4 separate regions of the Sus scrofa genome follow, and regions 2, 3 and 4 are each linked to region 1. Evidence: chromatin contacts called from public Hi-C and HiChIP or PLAC-seq data. All regions are on one chromosome and are shown on one strand. The core of a region is the stretch at or near the end of the contact, and the rest is flanking DNA. Distances in the headings are between cores, read along the strand shown. Region 1 overlaps LOC102167197 (a long non-coding RNA gene). Region 2 has its middle 72 kb from the start of CCDC122. Region 3 has its middle 47 kb from the start of CCDC122. Region 4 has its middle 110 kb from the start of CCDC122.

Evidence for each region. A called contact is a pair of places that touch in the nucleus more often than the background predicts. HiChIP or PLAC-seq counts read pairs in DNA pulled down with a chosen protein or histone mark.
Region 2: a contact with region 1 is called in a Hi-C map of skeletal muscle, with 3 times the contacts expected there. The contact joins two enhancer-like sites. A contact is called at or near these places in 4 of 47 Hi-C or Micro-C datasets (epiblast stem cells, heart right ventricle, skeletal muscle and 1 more).
Region 3: a Hi-C map of skeletal muscle shows a contact between it and region 1, with 3 times the contacts expected there. The contact joins two enhancer-like sites. A contact is called at or near these places in 1 of 47 Hi-C or Micro-C datasets (skeletal muscle) and 1 of 2 datasets of contacts at active chromatin or transcription factors (skeletal muscle).
Region 4: an H3K27ac HiChIP or PLAC-seq map of skeletal muscle shows a contact between it and region 1, with 2.3 times the contacts expected there. The contact joins two enhancer-like sites. A contact is called at or near these places in 1 of 47 Hi-C or Micro-C datasets (skeletal muscle) and 1 of 2 datasets of contacts at active chromatin or transcription factors (skeletal muscle).

Annotation. Positions count from the first base shown.
Region 1 is chr11:22,887,723-22,890,422 of Sscrofa11.1, forward strand. All of the region lies in intron 3 of LOC102167197 (a long non-coding RNA gene), which reads right to left. Among named protein-coding and RNA genes, the nearest start is that of SMIM2, 6.8 kb to the right of the region's middle. Within about 2 kb of position 1,324, at least 3 of the 83 cell types and tissues checked have an H3K27ac peak or open chromatin away from gene starts, as enhancers often do. A contact at or near this core is called in skeletal muscle, where this site is marked.
Region 2 is chr11:23,085,913-23,088,612 of Sscrofa11.1, forward strand. No RefSeq gene overlaps it. Among named protein-coding and RNA genes, the nearest start is that of CCDC122, 72 kb to the right of the region's middle. Within about 2 kb of position 1,354, at least 1 of the 83 cell types and tissues checked has an H3K27ac peak or open chromatin away from gene starts, as enhancers often do. A contact at or near this core is called in skeletal muscle, where this site is marked.
Region 3 is chr11:23,111,560-23,114,259 of Sscrofa11.1, forward strand. No RefSeq gene overlaps it. Among named protein-coding and RNA genes, the nearest start is that of CCDC122, 47 kb to the right of the region's middle. Within about 2 kb of position 1,357, at least 6 of the 83 cell types and tissues checked have an H3K27ac peak or open chromatin away from gene starts, as enhancers often do. A contact at or near this core is called in skeletal muscle, where this site is marked.
Region 4 is chr11:23,051,546-23,054,245 of Sscrofa11.1, forward strand. No RefSeq gene overlaps it. Among named protein-coding and RNA genes, the nearest start is that of CCDC122, 110 kb to the right of the region's middle. Within about 2 kb of position 1,361, at least 23 of the 83 cell types and tissues checked have an H3K27ac peak or open chromatin away from gene starts, as enhancers often do. A contact at or near this core is called in skeletal muscle, where this site is marked.

The DNA of each region.
Region 1 (2,700 bases), core at 74-2,573:
ACCTCCAAGAAAGGTCAAAGAGATATTCATTAAATACCGAAAAATATGCAACAGGGAGTAGTGAACTACAGCCTCCTTCCCTTCTGCCGGAGTTTTAAAATCAGAAATTTTTTCTTAGGGTTTGACATCAGCTTACGTATGTAAAATAAATGGAAGAATTTAGTAAGAAAGATATCCAAACAGGTGACATGATAATCTCGACAGTGACGTATCACTGAAACTAGGTAAACATCCCCGAGTTTACCACGGCAGGGATGGTGGTTGAGGCTGTAGGGCCTCTCCCATGTAGCCGGTACCCACCAAACCAGTTCCTCATAGCTGGAGGCCGTACTGGTTGATTATTTCCCTGGGCCCATTTGTGGGACATGTTTGATATCTGTCTTTGGATTGCTGATTAGCAATAGTTCTTGTGCAAAAGCAATTCTTTTGGGTTTTTTGTTTTTGTTTTTGTTTCTTGTCTTTTTAGGGCCACACCTGTGGCATATGGAGATTCCCAGGCTAGGGGTCAAATCGGAGCTGCAGCTGCAGTCCTACACCACAGCTCACAGCAATGTCAGATCCTTAACCCACTGAGCGAGGCCAGGGATGGAACCCGCAACCTCATTGTTCCTCGTCAGATTCGGATTCGTTAACAGCTGAGCCACGAGAAGAACTCCAAAAGCAGTTCTTTTTATGCAAGGTCTAGACTTTGGAGGAGTTGGACACAGAGAAAGAGGGGAAGAAGAGGCACCGTCAACTGGACAGTGCACTTTCTGGGCTGTCCCTCCACACGCCTCAGACTGAATTCCTTAAGATCCTGCTCAAATATCACCTCTTCTGTGCCTCCATCATGACCCACTCCCCAGTCCAAGGCAGAATGAGTTATGCTCTCCTTGGACCTCTTACAACACCTTACATAAGAGATATCACCGTTCATGAAAATTCATTTTTTAGGTACATGTGTCCCCTGCCCTGTCTTATCTCTGTATCCACAGATCCTGGCATTAAGCAAATAATGATGGCCCAGCGAGTATCTGTTAATATACATTTAGTTGGCCCTTACCATCCATGATATGCCACATGTCACAGACTCAGCTCAATCGGACTTTGAAGAACCAAGAACTGGCCTGTGCGGGTGAAGAGCTAGTCTCCATCTTAATTTGTGTATCAGGCTTCATGTTTCCACCATTCTGCCAAACTTTTGACCCAGATTCCGTCTCTGAGTCTGTTTGCCTGGTCCAAGTGCAAACATAATTCCTGCTCTGACCCAGATCCACTGCCCCTACTGGTTCCAGCTCACCAGGGTCTCCTGCTTTGGCCTCATCTATGAAACCTGATGTGTGACCAAGGCAACCCTGGTGAAGAGCCAGGTGGGGCAAGCTGGCCCTGCAAGGTCCCAGGGTGACATCTGACTCTCCTGGCTGTCTGCAAGGCAACTGGGTGGGCCAACAGAATAAGCTTTCACGGGCTCAGGTATCTAATGTACTGCCAACAGTGGCTCCTGAGGTAGGAAGCAGGTGCAAACATGACCAGAGTGGAGCCCAGGAAGGGGACTAGGTGGTCTGGATGTCTTGCTTGCCCCTCTGGCTCTCAATGTCACAGGAAAGAAATATCAATGAGACTGGGACATGGGTGCAGGGAAAAGGAAAAGCACAAAGGAGATATATGTAGGTTCTATTTAGAACCAATGAGAGCCCTATTACCCCTTCTAGTGGGTTGAATAGGCGGCCCCAACAGATATGTCCTCATCCCGATCACTGTGAATGTGAATCTATTTGGAAAAACTGTCCTTGCAGATATAATTAAGGATCTCAAGATGAGATTTTCTAGAATTTAGAGTAAGCCCTAAATCCAGTGACAGGGGTCATGAATGGAGACAGGCAGACAAAGATTTGTGACAGAGACACACAAAGGGAGGAAGCCATGTGAAGACAAATATAGAGGCTAGAGTGATGCTGCCACAAGCCAAGGGATGCCCGGAGCCGCCAAGAAGCTGGAAGAGACAAGGAACTCTCCCCTAGAGCTTTCAGAGAAGGTGGCCCTGCCCATACCTTGGTTTCAACTTCTGATTCCAGAGCTGTGAGAAGATAAATTTCTGTTGTGTGAAGCCACCAAGTTTGCGGTGTGTCAGTCCAAGAAAATTAATACACCTTCCTTCACTCATTTATCAGAGAAAGGGGAATGCACTGGAGTGTTTGGGTCTATGAGGAAGGTTTGCAGAGCATTAGGGAAAGAAGACAAAGTATGAGGGAAGAGGCTGGCTCAGAACCACACAGAAATAGCTCCTTTTCTCCCCTAATCATCAGTAGAGACCAAAAGTATCCACAAGAAGAAGGTTTCTATTATCCAATTAAATTCAGCCTCAGAAAGTATCCTCCACTTGCAGGATAAGTAATAGAAAATAATAATAATAATAATAATAATGATTATAATAATAATAATTACTGGGAATAGGCCATATGTCAGGTGCTATGCCAAGTATCCTACATATAGTTATTTTTTTCTTTTTCTTTCTTCTTTTTATTTTCCCTTTTCGGTTGCACCCCGTGGCATATGGAAGTTACCAGGCCAGGGATAGAATATGAGCTGGAGATGCGACCTACAGCAAGGCTGAATCCTTAAGCCACGAGGCCAGGCTGGGGATTGAATCGGCGCCTCCGCAGAGACAAGCTGGATCGTTAACTCACTGTGCCACAGGGGGAACGCCTACCCATTTTTTCC
Region 2 (2,700 bases), core at 104-2,603, 200 kb after region 1:
TGTAATTCATTAATATATTAATTAGTATACACTAAATAATAATATATAGATCTCAGTGTAGTATGATTTTTTTATATATGTCTTCCTCAAAAATCTGTGAGCTTCTTGAAGAAAGGAAACATACTTTACTATGTGATAAAGCCCAGGGCCTAGTACATTGTTGCATGATGGGAGCTCAGTAAATGCTACATCCATGAATAAAGAATTTAAAAAAAGAAAAAATCCTGTTAGTAAATATTTCTCTTTTCTTAGTTTTAACATGAGCCTGAAAAACAATGCATTTTCTGGGTGCATTGATTCAAGTGACATTTGTTAAACATTTACTGTATGCTAAACAGTATGGCTCATATGGCCAGGAATTAAGGCAGATACATAAATAATAGTGATAAATTGGAGATAAAGGTCTCAGAACCTCCCAAAGAACGAGCCACAGGCAATCAGAGGGAGCTAGAGAACATTTCTAAAAAGTAGTGTAATCTTGGAGTTCCCGTTGTGGCTCAGTGGTTAACGAATCCGACTAGGAATCATGAGGTTGCGGGTTCGATCCCTGGCCTTGCCCAGTGGGTTGGGGATCCGATGTTGCCACGAGCCGTGGTGTAGTTGCAGACACGGCTCGGATCCTGCGTTGCTGTGGAGCTGGCATAGGCTGGTGGCTACAGCTCCAATTAGACCCCTAGCTTGGGAACCTCCATATGCTGCAGGAGCAGCCCAAGAAATGGCAAAAAAAAAAGTAGTGTAATCTTAAAATCAGACACGATAGAATTAGTAAACCAAATCCAGGGCTGGTGGGAGGGGTAGGAGGGGTAGGAGGGGGTTTATTTGTAGTATAATATACCAATTCCCTGGCCATTTTCAAGCTACCAAAATATTTACCGATCAATTCTCCTAAGCCAGTACAACCTTCAGCAGCATTATGCTGAATTTGGGCATATCAGCCAAGCTTCTGGAAATTCTCTTTCTCTTCCTGTCCCCATGGCCTCCCAGTTCCACATCATTTTACTTGTCACCACCCTTTCCCATGAACTTGACAGTAAAACAAAATATTCTTTGGAGGTTTGAGAAAGAGAAGTCGGGGGCCTTGGAGGATGACTTCTAGACCCAATTAGGCACTCAGAAAAGTGCCCTGTCCAGTTGTCCATGCTTCATGAACAGTCTTGCTGACCCTCAGAGGCTCATTCCCTCCTTGAAGGTCTCTGAGTTCTTCACCAATGCTTCCAACCCCACTTTGTTAGCTGAGCCAGAAATCTCAGAGAAAGATAACGAAAACAAACGGAGATTGCCAATTATAAGTAGGGCTCCACACTAACCAAGCTCACAACCCCTGAGGCTTCAATGTGTATTTAAATATCACATTTACACCAGGAGTAAAGGCCCTGGGGTTTGGGAGATGAGTCAGAGTGTATTTTAAGAGGTACTAGATACATGTTAAGATTATATTTTTCGTTGGAGCCAGGAAACAAAGTGTGTCAGCTGTGCCATGAGAAGTTATAATTTCAGGATCCTGTTTTGGTTGCCCAAATGAGACTCTCATACAAGTTTCTAGAAAAGGGGCTTTATGGGGCTTAGTCAATCTTAGCCCAAAATGTTTTTAGTAGGATTATTTGGCTTCGGGCTCCACTGTTTATCAGAAAACTTGAAAACAACATAAACCAATGAAAAAAAATCATATCCACCTCTTTGGGAGTTTGAAAGATGTTTTTCAAGTAGAACTTCAACTTACAATATGCTCATTTGTTCGATCCATATTTATAAACCAGTGTGATAGTCTAATTTTCCACTTAAAATCAACCATGAAAACTAGTTTGTCCGAAGAGGTCCCTTGGAGAATTAAACAGTGCCTTTGATAATCAAAATAACAAAGGATGGGGGATCAGACGAAATTTAACCAAACCCAGTTAAGATCAATTAAAATGTATTTTTGTTTATTTAGATTAAGCATATTGATGCACTATCCCTGAAATTAGCAGGGATAGTGCATCCCTGCTAATTTTTCCACTTTTTCTATGGAAGATTTCAGACATAGGGAATTGTTAATGCTGATTACCAGTAATAAAAAGAATGATGTGTTTTAAGGTGAAGCTTAAAACATCAAAAACCAAAAGCTGCAGCAGGAAAGAACTTGGCGCAGGAAGAGGACCCAAGTAGCAGATGATGACTGGGCTCCATAACCTTGAACACGGCGTTCCCAACCAAGGCCAACTTTATGAGGGTGCTACAGTGCAGTCTCACAGAACCCCACGATCACAAGGGCCTTGTGCATGGGGTTAATGCCATTGTCTTGAAATTCTCTCTTTTTTAAATGATTTTTTTATTTTTTCCATTATAGTTGGTTTACAGTGTTCTGTCAGTTTTCTACTATACAGCAAAGTGACCCAGTCACACATATGTGTACACATTCTTTTTCTCACATTATCCTCATCATACTCCATCATAAGTGACCAGATATAGTTGCCAGTGCTATACAGCAGGATCTCATTGCTTATCCATTCCAAAGGCAATAGTTTACATCTATTAACCCTAGGTTCCCAGTCCCCACTCCCTCCCCCTTGGCAACCACAAGTCTATTCTCCAAGTCCATGAGGTTTTTTTCCTGTGGAAAGGTTTATTTGTGCTGTGTATTAGATTCCAGATATAGGTGATATCATACTATTTGTCTTTCTCTTTCTGACTCACTTCACTTAGTATGAGAGTCTCTAGTTC
Region 3 (2,700 bases), core at 107-2,606, 220 kb after region 1:
CTTTAGGTCTCCTGCTCTCTTTTCCCCACAGTCTTGGCCTGAGGTCCTAAGACCATTTCGAAATCCGTGGTCTGGTCTCAGACAGCATGTCCTGGAAAGAAGAGGAGAGACTAGAAACATTTGTCTTCTATTGTTCTTTCCCTTCACGAAAACCAGACTAAAAAAAATACATTCTGCCCTTCTGGCCTGCATAGGTGTGTTATAAAGATTAACGTCCGTGAAGCCTGTGTGGATTAATGTAAAAAGCAGCCATGTAGAAGATTGCCAAGCTATTGCCTTGGCAACATCTCCATGTTAGGAACAAACCTATAACACAAGCTGTCATTATACAGCAAGAAGGCTGTTTTGTTTTTTGCCAAATGCACCAAACTCTACCCTTCTAGGTACCTCTCATCCCCTTCACATTAGCCATTGTGGGAAACAGTTATTTCTCTTATTTCAGCAACTAATCCCCACTCAAAAAATTGTTTGGAATGAACTTTCAGTATTTCCTATAGGGCTGGCGGCACATTTTTTTTCACATATCTTTAATGATAAAAAAAATCTTTACTCAGGATGGTCCTGAATTTAAAATCACCAAATCTGGAAGGAAAGTTAGCCATGGGACTAGGAAATATTGGAGAAAGGGAGACAGAGACATAGAGAGAAATTGATTGATTGATTAGTTGATTATTATACCTGCAACTAAAAGAAAAGAAAAAGACCTGATTCTAAAGTAGTAAGGTGGACGTGTGCATGTCTGCATGGGAAGGAGGTCGAGGTGGAAAGGGATCATGTGTCTAAAAAGCTGAGAAAGAAAATATCCTCAGTGTTTCAGTTTGTTGGTAGAACAGTGACTTTATGTCCCACTGAACAAAGAATGCAAATCTAACAGGCCATGCATGCTACATCCTCCACCCCTGTCAGGAACATTTCTCAGCTTCAGTCTTGATTGGAAACACATTTTTTTTTTTTTTTTTTTTTTTTGGAAACAAATGATGCTGTCAGCTGGAAGGCAGAAAGTCCCCTGGGGCACATCACGGGACAGTCTTTCCACCAGGATTCACAGAGCTTTGCCATCATCTCTGATCGCTGCTGCCACAGAAGACCAGCCAGCAGAGCTGCATGTGCAGACCTGGGAAACGCTTTCAACTGAATTTTTTTGAGGAAAATGTACATTTGCAAACTGGTGAGTATGCCCCGATGCTTTGAGCTCTCCCTAACCACACTCCTCTCCCCCAACCCGACCACCCCACCTCACCCTCACCTCCCACCCCCGCCACTAGTCTCCATGTCCAGTAGTCCTTCCCCCAGGCTTCTCTCTGCCTTTAGAAAGATCAGCAATTATTTTCAGCTTCAAGCAAGATGCTGCCCCACAGGGCCCTCCAGAGGCAGTAAGTCTGGGAGAAGGTGGATGATTTACAGATCGCCAGGAACCTGGCAGATACTGTGAAATACTTTGCTGTCAACACCAAAGGATTGATGAGCAGAGTTTTGCTAACCATAGAAAAATATGTTAGAGAAAAAAAAAAAAAAAAGAGGACTCAACACCTCTCCTCCTCCTCTTGAGGAATCTGATTTCTTCTCTCTTTCTCACTGGTAGTTAATTGCATTTTTAGATGCCTAAGAAAGAGATAGAAACATTCTTGCTTTGTGATTTTTAGAATTTCCTAACTCATAATGGGTGTGATCTGGCCAACATTAACAATGGACTGAGTACCTGTGTTTGCAATATTTCCTGGATCCCCTTGGTGGTCCACCTGTCAGATTCTCCTGAGGATCATGTGAGGCTAAGTCTGGGCAGAGGCACTCAGTCTGTGTTACTGCTCTTGATTCTGAGCCGTACTGTTGCCTCCTCCCCCTGTGATTGGCACACTTAGCGTCCCTCACCAGTACCACCAAGTTGCCACATTTCAAAACAACTTTCCTGTGTGCCAGAGTAGCCTGAGGTCCTGTGTTGATGGTTTTTGTTCCTATTTCTATTCCTCCGACAGATTACTGATATTTTAGAGTGGATTTGTTGGGTCTGTTTTGTCCTGTTGCCTAAACTCAATTCAGTTTAACATTCATTTATGGAATCTTCGGTAAGGACAGAGATTAAAGCTATGGAGGGTACCTACAAAGTTACGACACTGGGTAGGTATCCAAGCACAAAAAGGGAATGTAACACAAGATAGAGTAAGATAGGTGTCTTGGGATGTGTAAAACAGTGCTCCTTGACCACGATGCTGTTAAATGTTGGTGTCAGAAATGGGATACTGATGAGGAAAAGGGTGAACAACAGAAGGCAAGAAGCCTCTGTATCAAACACTTCCACAACAAGTAAATACAGACTTGAATTCTGAGAGGGGTCTGTGCTTTTCTGGCCACAGTGGAACTTAGATGTGCCTTGTAAGTCAACCTGTTTTCAGAGTATGTGTGGAGAAGCGGATACTTATTTTTACGACTTTACCTTTGAGATCGTTTTAGGTTTACAAAAAAATTGAAAGGAAGGTACAGAGATTTCCCCTATGTCTCCTCTCCCCCCCACACACATAACCTCCCCCAATATCAATGTCACTCACCAGAACAGGTCTTTTTTTTTTTTTTTTTTTTTTAACCAAGAATTTAACTTAGGGTTCACTCTCGTTGTTACACCTTCTATGGACTTGGATAAATGATAAGGACATGTATCCATAACTATAACATCACACAGAAGGAGTTCCCTATTGACACAGTAGG
Region 4 (2,700 bases), core at 111-2,610, 160 kb after region 1:
TCACATATATGTACCACATCTTCTTTATCCATTACCCTGTCAATGGACATTTAGATTACTAGCGCATTTTTTAAAAGGCCCATGGTACCCTTTGCACACCCATGTGAAAAGTCCAGGCTATTTAAACTGGAGTCAATAGGCTGGAAACTCTTGGAGAAATTTTGTTAGGGGCTCTGGTTCTGCATCCTAGCGCCTCCTACTGGCTATATCTGCTGAGTGTCCATCTTTAAGTGCCCACCACGCCCATGTCTGAGAACTGAGAAACTGCAGTAATGCTGTTGCAAATTCCTGGCTCAGGGAATCTCTTGAGGTCTCATGGTCTAAACTCAGACCTCATCATACATGGGTTCCATTCAACTTATACTCTAGCAGGTTTTAAGGTATGACGGCCCCTTCCTGTGCTGTCCTGTTTGGATCTGGTAATTGAGTTCTGAACATGTACTTCTGGTCTGCAATCCCTGTGGAAAACTGACTCGCATAATTTTCTCCAGGCTCCATTCTCTGTTCTCCTGACTGGGAAGTTCCCAAGACAGCAATGACCAGGCAGGGAGTGTAGACAGACTGTGTGATCCCTAAGTAAAATGTGATCTGGTAATTGGCTGTGTAGTGGGAAAATGTCCAAGGGGAGAAGAAGCTCATCTCCTTTCAAGGGATATGCATTTCACAGCAGCTAGAACCTTGAGAATGGATAGCTTAAATATCCTTCACTGCCCTGACATATAGTGATACTGATTGAAATTCAGAAGGGCACATTGACCCATCTAATTAGCCAATACTAACAAATTTGAAGAAAAAAAATTAATATCCAATGAACAACAAATGTATGTTTTATTGTAAACTTTATTTTAAAAATATCTGGTCCATTTAGCCAACATTTTGAAAGTCGTTATGTGTATATTCTAGAAAGAAACATTTGGTTCTTCAGTTTATCAGCTTTGACAAAGAGTATCCTGGCTTGTTTAGCTTGTGTCATTCATCATTGACTAGTTAGCCTTTTAATTGTCCTCATCTTATGAAGAAGAGAATGACGGGAAGAGTATGAAGGGAGAAGTTTCTGGAAATGGTGTAAAACTGGGACGTAACTTCCTGAACCATCCTCCTGTTGTTGGAGACCAGGTCAAGTGCACACACGTGCTTAGGAGGCCAGCGGTGCCAAGTGCCCTCAGCCTTGTAGGTGGACGTGCGTGCATGCAACTCCTGCAGAGCTGAGTCTGAGCTTACTGCCCAGATGGCTGCAATAAAATCCTCCTTTCACATAAAAGAGAAACATTTAAAAACAGCCCTCTCCTATGTACAGTATTATCCCAGGCACTTGTAGGAAATCAAGTCTGAGTCACTCATTTAAATCCTAAGTACTATTTTTAGTCGCCGGTGTCAGCTGTTATTTGACACTCTGTCCTAAAGTCTGGGCCTCTTGGCCAGAGTTCCTGTCATTTGCTGATCATTAATAGAGTGGGTGAGACATGACTTATTAACAAGTTTTGGTTTGAGGCTGTGAATTGGAAGCATAATGGTCTTGTCCCTTCACCGCTGAATGATCAAAGCTGAGCTTCTTAAGCTGTGATCGAGCACAGCTCCCACCCACATCTTTCTCGTTTCCACCCTTCCCAGGGTTTTATCAAAGAGTTTTCTTGTTTGATGCCACTGTGTAAGTATAATTTGGAAAAGATAGCATTTTGAAAACCGACATTTTTAAAAGAGGCTTTGTTAAAAAATGTAGCTGGATTTCCCCTAGTGAAGTGTTTATATTCATGGATCACCCAAGTTTCTGCAGCCCAAACTTCTTACGTATTCCCAGAAATTTGGCAACATATCCTGAGAAGCCTCTGGAAAGGTCTCCTTCTATTTTTAACATCTCAGTTGTCCTCAGGCTATTCAGTAAGAACCTCGAACCTGGGGACCAAGAAGGGACCAGAAAGGGGGCAAGCATCCTACATTCTCACAGAGGTGGATAGGTGGGGTCAGGATTCAGGACCCACTGGGGTTCAAGGCACGAGGTGGGTCTTTTCAGCCTAGGGTGAATATACTGTCTTGGGCTAACTGCCCCTTATGGGTCCACCACACCTCTCTGTTTATTTGGTGGATTAGCTTTCCTCTCTTTGGTTCTCATGTTTCTAGATCCCAGCATAATGAGCCTGCTGACTGCCAGGAAGTGTTCTTCACCCCAGGCTGACCAGTCAGGGCAGTAACCACAGTCTAGGAACCAGAAAGACCCAATTGCAAGTCTGAAGCAATTTAATTTATCTTAATAAATTTTCACAGTAAGTGGAAAATATGGAGACCAGTTATCCATTACTTAGTCAATTCAAAATAGGGGCCAGAACAATCAAATCCAGCCTTTTCCCAAATGTGTCAGATGATTGCATCAGATTTTCCATTTTATTGCATTATTCAAATGTGTTCCATCATATGCAAATGTCTGTGATCTCTCAGTGCTTCATTACTATTAAACATTTGAGAGACTAGGAAAGCAATTTGGTGATGTGCGTGTCAAAAGCCATAAAAACAGACATGTCTTTGTGAAGATTCTATTTCTTGAAAAAAAAAACTTTTTTTTTTTGAAATTGATCATCAGGAAATAAACAGCTACTATACATAAAAGTTTAGATAACTGAACAATCATTTGGAAACAAACCAAATGTCCAGTAAGATATTTAGGATAAATAATAGTTAATCCATGATAGGGAATATTATGCAACC